Linked DNA regions of Sus scrofa: all the other regions are linked to region 3. Evidence: chromatin contacts called from public Hi-C and HiChIP or PLAC-seq data. All regions are on one chromosome and are shown on one strand. The core of a region is the stretch at or near the end of the contact, and the rest is flanking DNA. Distances in the headings are between cores, read along the strand shown. Region 1 holds the start of FEM1C (protein fem-1 homolog C). Region 2 has its middle 50 kb from the start of FEM1C. Region 3 has its middle 120 kb from the start of CCDC112.

Region 1 (2,700 bases), core at 120-2,619, 130 kb before region 3:
AGTTATGACCTTTCTTTTTGTGGTTTGGATATATGGCTAATATATTTGGGTATATATGGCTCATGTGAAAGAGTTAGGAAATGAAAACTTAATTGCTTTCCTTTACCAGCAGATCAATTTTAGGAAATAATATAGATGGATGCAAGGTGAATATTCAGAAACTGGTGGCCTTAAAACTAAATGTGCACCTACCCTGTGAAAATCCCCCAAGGGATGCACTTGTTGGTTTGAAGAACACTGTTGTAAATTTTCACATAATCTTATTGAATCTGATAAGAGAGGTCAGCCCAGGTTAGGCCTTGGGTGGGAAACTGTCTCTAGTATTTATACTTTGAGAGTATAGAACTGTGACCTGTAACATTAGTGTTAAAACAGTCAATCTCTCCTGGCTCTTTGATTTGTATAGACAGTTACTCTCATCTTTTATATTCTGTTCTAAATTTTCTTCTCAGTGGTAATAACCTTCACTTGAATCTTGGGTTACTAATGTTGACCCTAATGCTGACTGCCTAATGCCAATATAATGCTCCACTTAAAAATGATTATTAAAATTATAAAAACGTGAGACATCGTTATAGTAAGAGGTAGTAGCTCTTTGAAAAGGAAACTTGTGAGCTATAATCTAATATTTTCTTTCCCTCAGTGGTACCAAGAAACTGTGAGTTTAAGTTCCTCCAAATAAAGTGTTCACCAGATTGAACACCAAGTTCTTCCAAATTATTTTCTCATGATTCACTATGGGTGTCATTCTCCAAACATGTTTAAACTCTTCCTCGACCTAGTTTAACACACCCCATGTGTTAATGTCACGGATTCCACAAATTCATTTCCTGCTGTGTGAAGTAGTAATTATTTTTACGTATATTAATTTCGTACCTTTCTTTCGTTTCCTGGTTTTATTGTTTACAGTCAAGAATTCGACCTTGTTGATTTATACTGCTCTGTTTTTACCATTCCCTGTAGTTTTATATATTTTTTTTAGTCCATATTTTTTAAAAAGTCTTGATTGTCAGCCTCCAGAAGTAGTCTTTTTCCCAAATTTCATTCTTGTGTTGTTCTTGTTTTGCCTTTTTGAGTTCTTATAAAGAGCTCCATGGCCCACCAAAGGAAAGAACCTTAGGAGAGGCTAGTCTGAGAGGGTAATGACAAAGTAGTAATGGCTACGACGCCTCCGGGGGTTTCGGCAGTGGGACCCAAAGAGCCCCTGAGACGATTGCCTGAAACCTGGAGAGCGGAGGAGCCCGCGAGATCTGCGCAGCCGCTCCACCAACCCCCGGCCGCGGATGCCTGCGTGGCCCCGCCCCCTTCGCGTGCCGCACGCAGGCCCATCCTTCTTCGAGCCATGGCCCCACCCCCTCTCGCGTCGCTCCGCCCTGGCAGCCTCCCTGCCCCGCCCCTAGGCAGTTGCTCGCGGCGGCCGCCGCCCTCCCCCGGCCCAATGGCACTGCTGCCGCGTCAGTGATGTGAAGTAGTGCTTGGGCTTGTCCGGCCCCCGGCCCGCAGCCCATTACACCATCCGCCGCTGCAGCCGCTGCAGCCCGCGCAGACTGGGAGGGCGGGAGGCAGCTCGGCGTGGCGGGGCGGGGCAAGCGGCGCGGCTGGATTCATTCCTGTGGGGCGCGGGGCATGGACGAGCTGTGCGGCCGCAGGCGGAGCAACGCGGCCCGGGCGGCGGCGCGGACAACGGTTTCAATTTGAAGGGGCCGGCCCGTGCCCGGGCGGCCAGCGGGGAGAACTAACCCCAGGGCAGGTAGTGGCAGTGGCAGCGGCGGCGGCCTGGCGGAGCCCGAGCTGCGGCCTGAGGCGTCCACGGGGAGGCCTGGGCGGGAAGGGGAAGGAGGGCGCCCCCAGCAGCGGAAGGCGGGCAGCGGGATGGAGGCCCTAGACTCGTCGGCCGGCATAGAGCGGGTAGAGGTCGATCGAGGAACTTGGGGCGAGGGCTGCCGGTTTCTGGAAAAGGTAGAGGTGAAGGTTATATACCGGCAGCTGTGGTTTGGGGAACCTGCGGGTCCCTTTTGGCGGGGCGCGCGGTGGGGGAATCAAAAAAAATGGGGCGGACGAAGTTAGCTAAAAGGCAGCCGGATTTCCTGAGAGTCTGGAGTAGTTTTAAAGGAAAGAGAGCCTTTCGGGTGAGGGTTTTGGCGTTAGCCGGCCGCGGTTTGTTGGCTCCGACCTTTTTTATTCCCTCTCCTGGCCACAGCGAGGCCTTTCAGCCTCGCGCCCTTGGCCCGCTCTCCTCTGCAGATGTGAAACATTTCTGCGCCCGGGTCTTCTGCCTCTTCGCTTGTACTCTCTCTGGGCGTGTGCAAAGCAGAACTAGAACAAAGCTTAGCTGGTTAGGAGGCGAGAAAACCGGTTGCCTGTAGCGTTTACATTTACGGTATATAGAGGTGAGACTGCCTCCCACCAAAACATTTGCGTCTCTGTACTTTTATGTATTCTCCTTTCCCACCTTTTTCTGGGGGGAAGGGGCGGAGTAGTCCCTTACAGTGTGGCTCCCCCGGAGTAGAAATTAAGAAAACCTAGTGGTTTTTACCTTAACCTATGGAAAATTCAAAACTGCTCCTTTTTTTTTTTTTTTCCTTCTCTCTAGTTTGGTGCCCTGGTTGTCAGATGTTGGAAGGCAATAGACAGAACCTACTCGCTGTGGTTTTATACCAGTCCTGGGGTGCAGTGTTTAACACAGAACTTCGGTTACTG
Region 2 (2,700 bases), core at 109-2,608, 77 kb before region 3:
AGAAATGTGATGTGTATTCTGGTCTGCAACTCTGGGAAGAAGTTGGGACTGGAATATAAAGCCATCATTGTGAGATCCTGATAAAGTCATGGGACTAGTTGATCTCACCTCTAGGGAGATGGTCATAGAGATTATTGAGGAGTGAATGTAGGAATGCTTCCAGCATTTAGATATTGAAAAGTGAAGGCCAAGTCAGCAGAGGATACTGAAAAAAGCAGTTGTATTAGTTAGGGCTCTCTAGCAAAACAGAATTTATAGGATATGACTACGCAGAGAAAGATATTTACTATAAGAATTGCTCACACAATTGTGAAGTTTGTCAAAGTCCAAATTTGCAATGTGGGGTTAATGATCTGGCTTGTCTCTGTAGAGGTGCTGGTTTGATCCCCAGCCTGGCACAGTGGGTTAAGGATCTGGTGTTGTTACAGCTGTGGTGTAGTTCACAGCTCTGGCTCAGATTTTATCCCTGGCCTGGGAACTTTCATATGCCATGGGGCAGCCAAAAAAGAAAAGAAAAGAAAAAAAAAAAAAAAGACCCAAGAAAGTCTGTAGTGCAGGTGAAGTCCAAAGGCAGTCTGCTGGAACAGTCTCTTTCACTTGGGGGTAGGTCAGTCTTTTTGTTCTAGCCAGACCTTCAACTGATTGGATGAGGCCCATCACATTAAGGAGAGCAGTCGGCTTTACTGATTCACATATTAATCTAATCTGTGTTAAATCTATTGATTTAAATGTTTATGTCATCCCAAAACACCCTCATAGAAATACCCAGATCAAAAGTCTTGTGTCCTGTTGGCCTAGTCAAGTTGATACATGAACGTAACCATCACAGAAGTACAGTCAGGAGGGAAAACCGACTTCTTGGCTCTTACCACTTAATGCTTTCCCATGCATATGCATGTAAGCTGAACAGAATTGGCAAAGAAAAATGGCACATTTGAGTTCATTTTTCAATTAAAGACATAGGACCCTGGAAGAGACCTATGGCTAGGCCAGCTTTCCATCCAATGTAGATTTTTTGGTTTCTGCTAAAAATTTCCAGTGCTGGGTACTTGCTGCTTTCTATGATAAAAACTTCTGTTAATGTGACTATTTATTAAAAAAATTCTTTTTCCTTATATTGAACAAAAATCTCCCTCATGAAGCCTGAATAGCTCTCAGCTTCCCTAACATGTAGTAAGAATGCAAAACTGCCACACTGGCTCTGCCAAGGGCGATGTCAGTTCTGGAGTTCCGAAGAGTCTGGAGAGCTTTATCGGTCCTGGAACGTAAGGCTTTTTTTTTCCCTAGGGCACAGACATGCCACGCAGATAGTTGGGTCAGGATGGATTCAAGTATCGTTTATCTGAAACCACTTACCAGCCACTCAAGCCTTACTGCTGAATCTGCCAGGCTGCTTCAAAACGGTGAACTTGATCCCAGAGGCCTCTCTGACCCCACGGGCTGGCTTCTGTCAGAGCCTAAGGCTGTCAGCTCTATCTGTAAAGGTCTGAACCCAACGGTGGACATGCTTTTTTTTTTTTTTTTTTCTCCTCCTCCGTTTAGGTTGCCTGATGTAAATAGATGTGAAGAAGGAGGGGTGTGGTCCAACTCCAGATACCTATGCAAATGTTCCTCCATTCTGGCTGGAGATCCTTTAGTTCAGAGGACCACGCACTGGTTCTGGTTTTGTTCCCTGGTGACACGTTCCTTCCCTTATGGCCAGCAAACGCAGCTTTGCCCTAATATGACTTCGTTTTTATGAAAATGTGAGTAAATTGCAACCTAGACATGTAAATCACATTCCAGAGGCTGCCCAGACCCAGTGATTTCCAGTCTTGATGGAGAAACAGGCCTCAGAACTGTGTAGACACTACTCTGTTGAGGATCTTTGATTGGAAAATTGCCCACCAGCCTAGGAGGAAATAGTCTTGTAATCCAAAGAAAGAGGATTAGTACAGGGTTTGGACCACGCTCTTTAAAGTCCTGCTTGCTCGTTGAATAAATGAAAATATTTGGTTTTTAAAAAGCAGTTGCTGGAGGGGACTTTCTGACATTCAGAGCAGGGCTAGGCAACCTCCTGTCTTTTGAGCCTACTCTTTGCAAGCACTGGGACTTAATGCTAAGGCTGTTTTTGTCCCCCTACATTTATTTGTCGAAATCTAATCCCCAGTGTGAAAGCACTAGGGACTAAGGCCTTTGGGTGGCAGTTAGGTAGTAAGGCAGAGGGAGACCTCAAGAATGGGATTGGCGTCCTTATGAAAGAGACCTCAGAAAGCCCCCTCACCCTCCCACCACGTGAGGGTGCAGTGAGAAGATGGCTGTCAGTCCAGGAGCCAGGACGCAGGTCTTCACTAGACCCTGAATCTGCCAGCGCCTTGACCTTGGATTTTTAGCCAGCAGAACTGTGAGAAATACTTTTCTGTTGTTTATAAGCACTCAGTCCTTGGTACTTTTGTTGAGGCAGCCTAAACAGACTGAGACATACAACATCTTTTGTCCTTGGTCATGCCCCCCCCCTTTTTTTTTTGACATGTGTTTAATCCTAAAGAGGACTTGTTACACAGATATGCATAAATGATTTTTTTGTGTGTGTGTGTTTTTAGGGCTGCACCCGTGGCATATGGAGGTTCCCAGGCTAGGGGTTGAGTCAGAGCTATAGCTGCCGGCCTACACCCCAGCCACAACAATGTGGGATCCAAACCACATCTGCAACCTACACCA
Region 3 (2,700 bases), core at 121-2,620:
ATCTCTTCCCAACTCCACACTCAGTCAAGTTAGATGAGTAGCTTGCGCTTGTCCAAGGTGGGAGTTTTAACACCATGCAAACACTGCAAATCAGTTTATTTCCCTGTAGAGCCAGTTGTTAAACATATACCTGCCCTGATTCTAGCCTTGTCATTTTTTTTTCAATGAATTGTTGACTCCCATAAAGAATTGTTTCTGAAATGTGGTGTCTAAAAGGAAGTCTTAATTCTACATATACAGATATTACACATAGATTAAAGGAGCCCTTCTAACATGTGCAGATAAAGACATGCTTTGAAAGTATGCTCAGTAACTAAACATGCTCAAGACAACTGAGTAAGAGTGACAGGCCCTTACTGCCAGTTCCAGAAGAATATGCTGCTCTCAGAACTGCCATCTGTACCTGCAGGGGAAGGGATCTGTGGTCAGGGTTTCCTTTGGCAAAGTCTGGTGGCTCAGATTGTGGCAGCGAGACTGCATGTCTGTGTGAATGACCTTTTCCTTTTGTGCATTTAAAAATAACCTACCAAAGATAGCATGGATAAGTGAAGCATGGAGCTAAGCGGTTTCATTAGAGATAAATATTTTGTCAGATTGCCTAACTTTCAATTACATCTGGTTTCACCAGATATGGCACTTATAATGTTATCTGTAGAATCACCTCTTCTGATTTTCTGTGCAAATGGGAACTAGGAATAGAATGGAGAAGTAGAACTCCAGGTAATCCCCACATCTCAGTTTTTCTATTACTTCCAGAGTCTCTCATATTAAGCCTTTTGTCTGAATTGGAGTGGTGACATGCATTTTGGACCATTTCCCAGCTCCTTCCTCCCTCCCTCCATATAAGGATTCCTGGCGAGATAGAAATATCTATTGGACACTTACCCTGAACCTCTTTAACTACAGTTGTGAGAGAGTAGCACCAGGTAGTCTCTCTCACTAAGGGTCCCTCTGGTTCACAGTTTCTATGTCTACATAACCATCATCCATGAGGTCCAAAGCACAACCAATCCCCTGAAATGTACAGTTCCAACAACTCGAGGTTGGGGTTCGGGGCAGGGGTTCAGTCCTAGTTCTCTGGCTAGTTCAAGACCTCTGTTCTTTTGAAGAGTACTGCTTTCTTGATCTGGACTTAGCAGGTAGAAGGATACCTTCCCTCAGATTCCCTAGTAAAGTAGCAGCCAGAGCTGGTGTAAAAATACCAGGAGATAAAATTAGTTACCCTGAGCTGCCAGCAGCTGGCATGGCGGGGTCGGGCCAGCTGGGAGGCCCTGCCTGGCATGGTTCTGCTTCTGCTGGGCTCTGCGCCTCACAGGAGGGTCTTACATAAGACTTGTCACAGCAGCCTGCCCCTCCCTGCTGGGACAGTTCACAGGACACAGGATTAGCTAGCTAGAGCCAAGCTCTATTTCTGGAAGGCAGAAAGTTCAGCCCAAGTGTATTCACTGAGAAGATACTCATTTACTCCATTGAAGGGAGCAGAGACAGAGACTTCCAAGGGGAGAATTATTTTAGGAGATCATTTGTACAGAAAAGTGAAGAACATTAGGGATCAGAGTAGGGGACAAAAGCAGAGCAAGAACAAGCTTGAAAAGTAACTCTGTTCCTCCTGTTGTCATCTCTCCTTTGGCTACTGTACTTACTGACTCACCCCCAGAAGTTTAGAAAAAAAGTTAACTTTTCCAGTAAGCCTGCTGAAACAGGACTGTATGATTTCATCTTTGACACCAAGCTAATCTTACATGTTATGCTCATTATGCATAATACATTATATAGTAAATTCTGATTATTCAACATCCTGAAAATCTCTGCTAGCCAAATAAATATCAGATCCCCACATTAGGCTGGAATTTTGTTATTATATTAGGTTATGGGGAGGGACATTGCTGTCATGCACACATTTATGTTTCACTGCCTCACCAGACAAATAATTCCTTCAAGACAGAAGGATAGGGAGTTCCCATTGTGGTGCAGTGGTTAATGAATCCAACTAAGAACCATGAGGTTGTGGGTTCGATCCCTGCTCCTTGCTCAGTGGATTAAGGATCTGGTGTTGCCGTAAGCTGTGGTGTAGGTTGCAGACATGGCTGAGATCCCACGTTGCTGTGGCTCTGGCGTAGACTGGCGGCCACAGCTCCAATTCGACCCCTAGCCTGGGAAACTCCATGTGCCGCGGGAGCAGCCCTAGAAAAGACAAAAAGACAACAACAACAACAAAAAAGACAGAAGGATATAGCAGGTATGATGATATGATGATAATGTGGCTAATTAAGGAGAAATTATTTGAACTTATGTCCTTGGTGCTGATGGTTGTGTGTGTGTTGATGGAATGGGTGTATGGAGTCTATTGGAAATGACAATTTTGTTTTTTTTTTAAAAAAACAATTATTATAGGTGATTTACAATGTTCTGTTAATTTCTGCTGTACAGAAAAGTGACCCAGTTATACATGTACACATTCTTTTTCTCACATTATCCTCCATCATGTTCCATCACAAGTTATTGGATATAGTACCTTGTGCTCTAGCAGGATCTCATTGTTTATCCATTCTAAATGCAATAGTTTGCATCAACTAACACTCAAATGCCAGTGCTTCCCACTCCCTCCCCCGCCTCCATATCCATGAGTTTGTTTCTTTTTTTTTTTTTTTTTTTTTTGTTGTTGTTGTTGTTTTGTTGCTATTTTTGGCGCTCCGGCAT

Evidence for each region. Hi-C and Micro-C count contacts between places; a contact is called where the count stands out from the background. HiChIP or PLAC-seq counts read pairs in DNA pulled down with a chosen protein or histone mark.
Region 1: an H3K27ac HiChIP or PLAC-seq map of skeletal muscle shows a contact between it and region 3. The contact joins the promoter of FEM1C here to the enhancer-like site in region 3. A contact is called at or near these places in 1 of 5 promoter capture datasets (liver), 4 of 47 Hi-C or Micro-C datasets (fetal heart ventricle, heart right ventricle and skeletal muscle) and 2 of 2 datasets of contacts at active chromatin or transcription factors (alveolar macrophages and skeletal muscle).
Region 2: a Hi-C map of skeletal muscle shows a contact between it and region 3, with 4 times the contacts expected there. The contact joins two enhancer-like sites. A contact is called at or near these places in 4 of 47 Hi-C or Micro-C datasets (fetal heart ventricle, heart right ventricle and skeletal muscle) and 1 of 2 datasets of contacts at active chromatin or transcription factors (skeletal muscle).

What each region holds. Positions count from the first base shown.
Region 1 is chr2:119,721,709-119,724,408 of Sscrofa11.1, reverse strand. FEM1C (protein fem-1 homolog C) reads left to right here and starts at 1,369. Exons shown (of 3, transcript XM_021084648.1): 1 at 1,369-1,750; 2 at 2,594-2,700.
Region 2 is chr2:119,672,114-119,674,813 of Sscrofa11.1, reverse strand. No RefSeq gene overlaps it. Among named protein-coding and RNA genes, the nearest start is that of FEM1C, 50 kb to the left of the region's middle. Within about 2 kb of position 1,358, at least 4 of the 83 cell types and tissues checked have an H3K27ac peak or open chromatin away from gene starts, as enhancers often do. A contact at or near this core is called in skeletal muscle, where this site is marked.
Region 3 is chr2:119,595,156-119,597,855 of Sscrofa11.1, reverse strand. No RefSeq gene overlaps it. Among named protein-coding and RNA genes, the nearest start is that of CCDC112, 120 kb to the right of the region's middle. Within about 2 kb of position 1,370, at least 16 of the 83 cell types and tissues checked have an H3K27ac peak or open chromatin away from gene starts, as enhancers often do. A contact at or near this core is called in skeletal muscle, where this site is marked.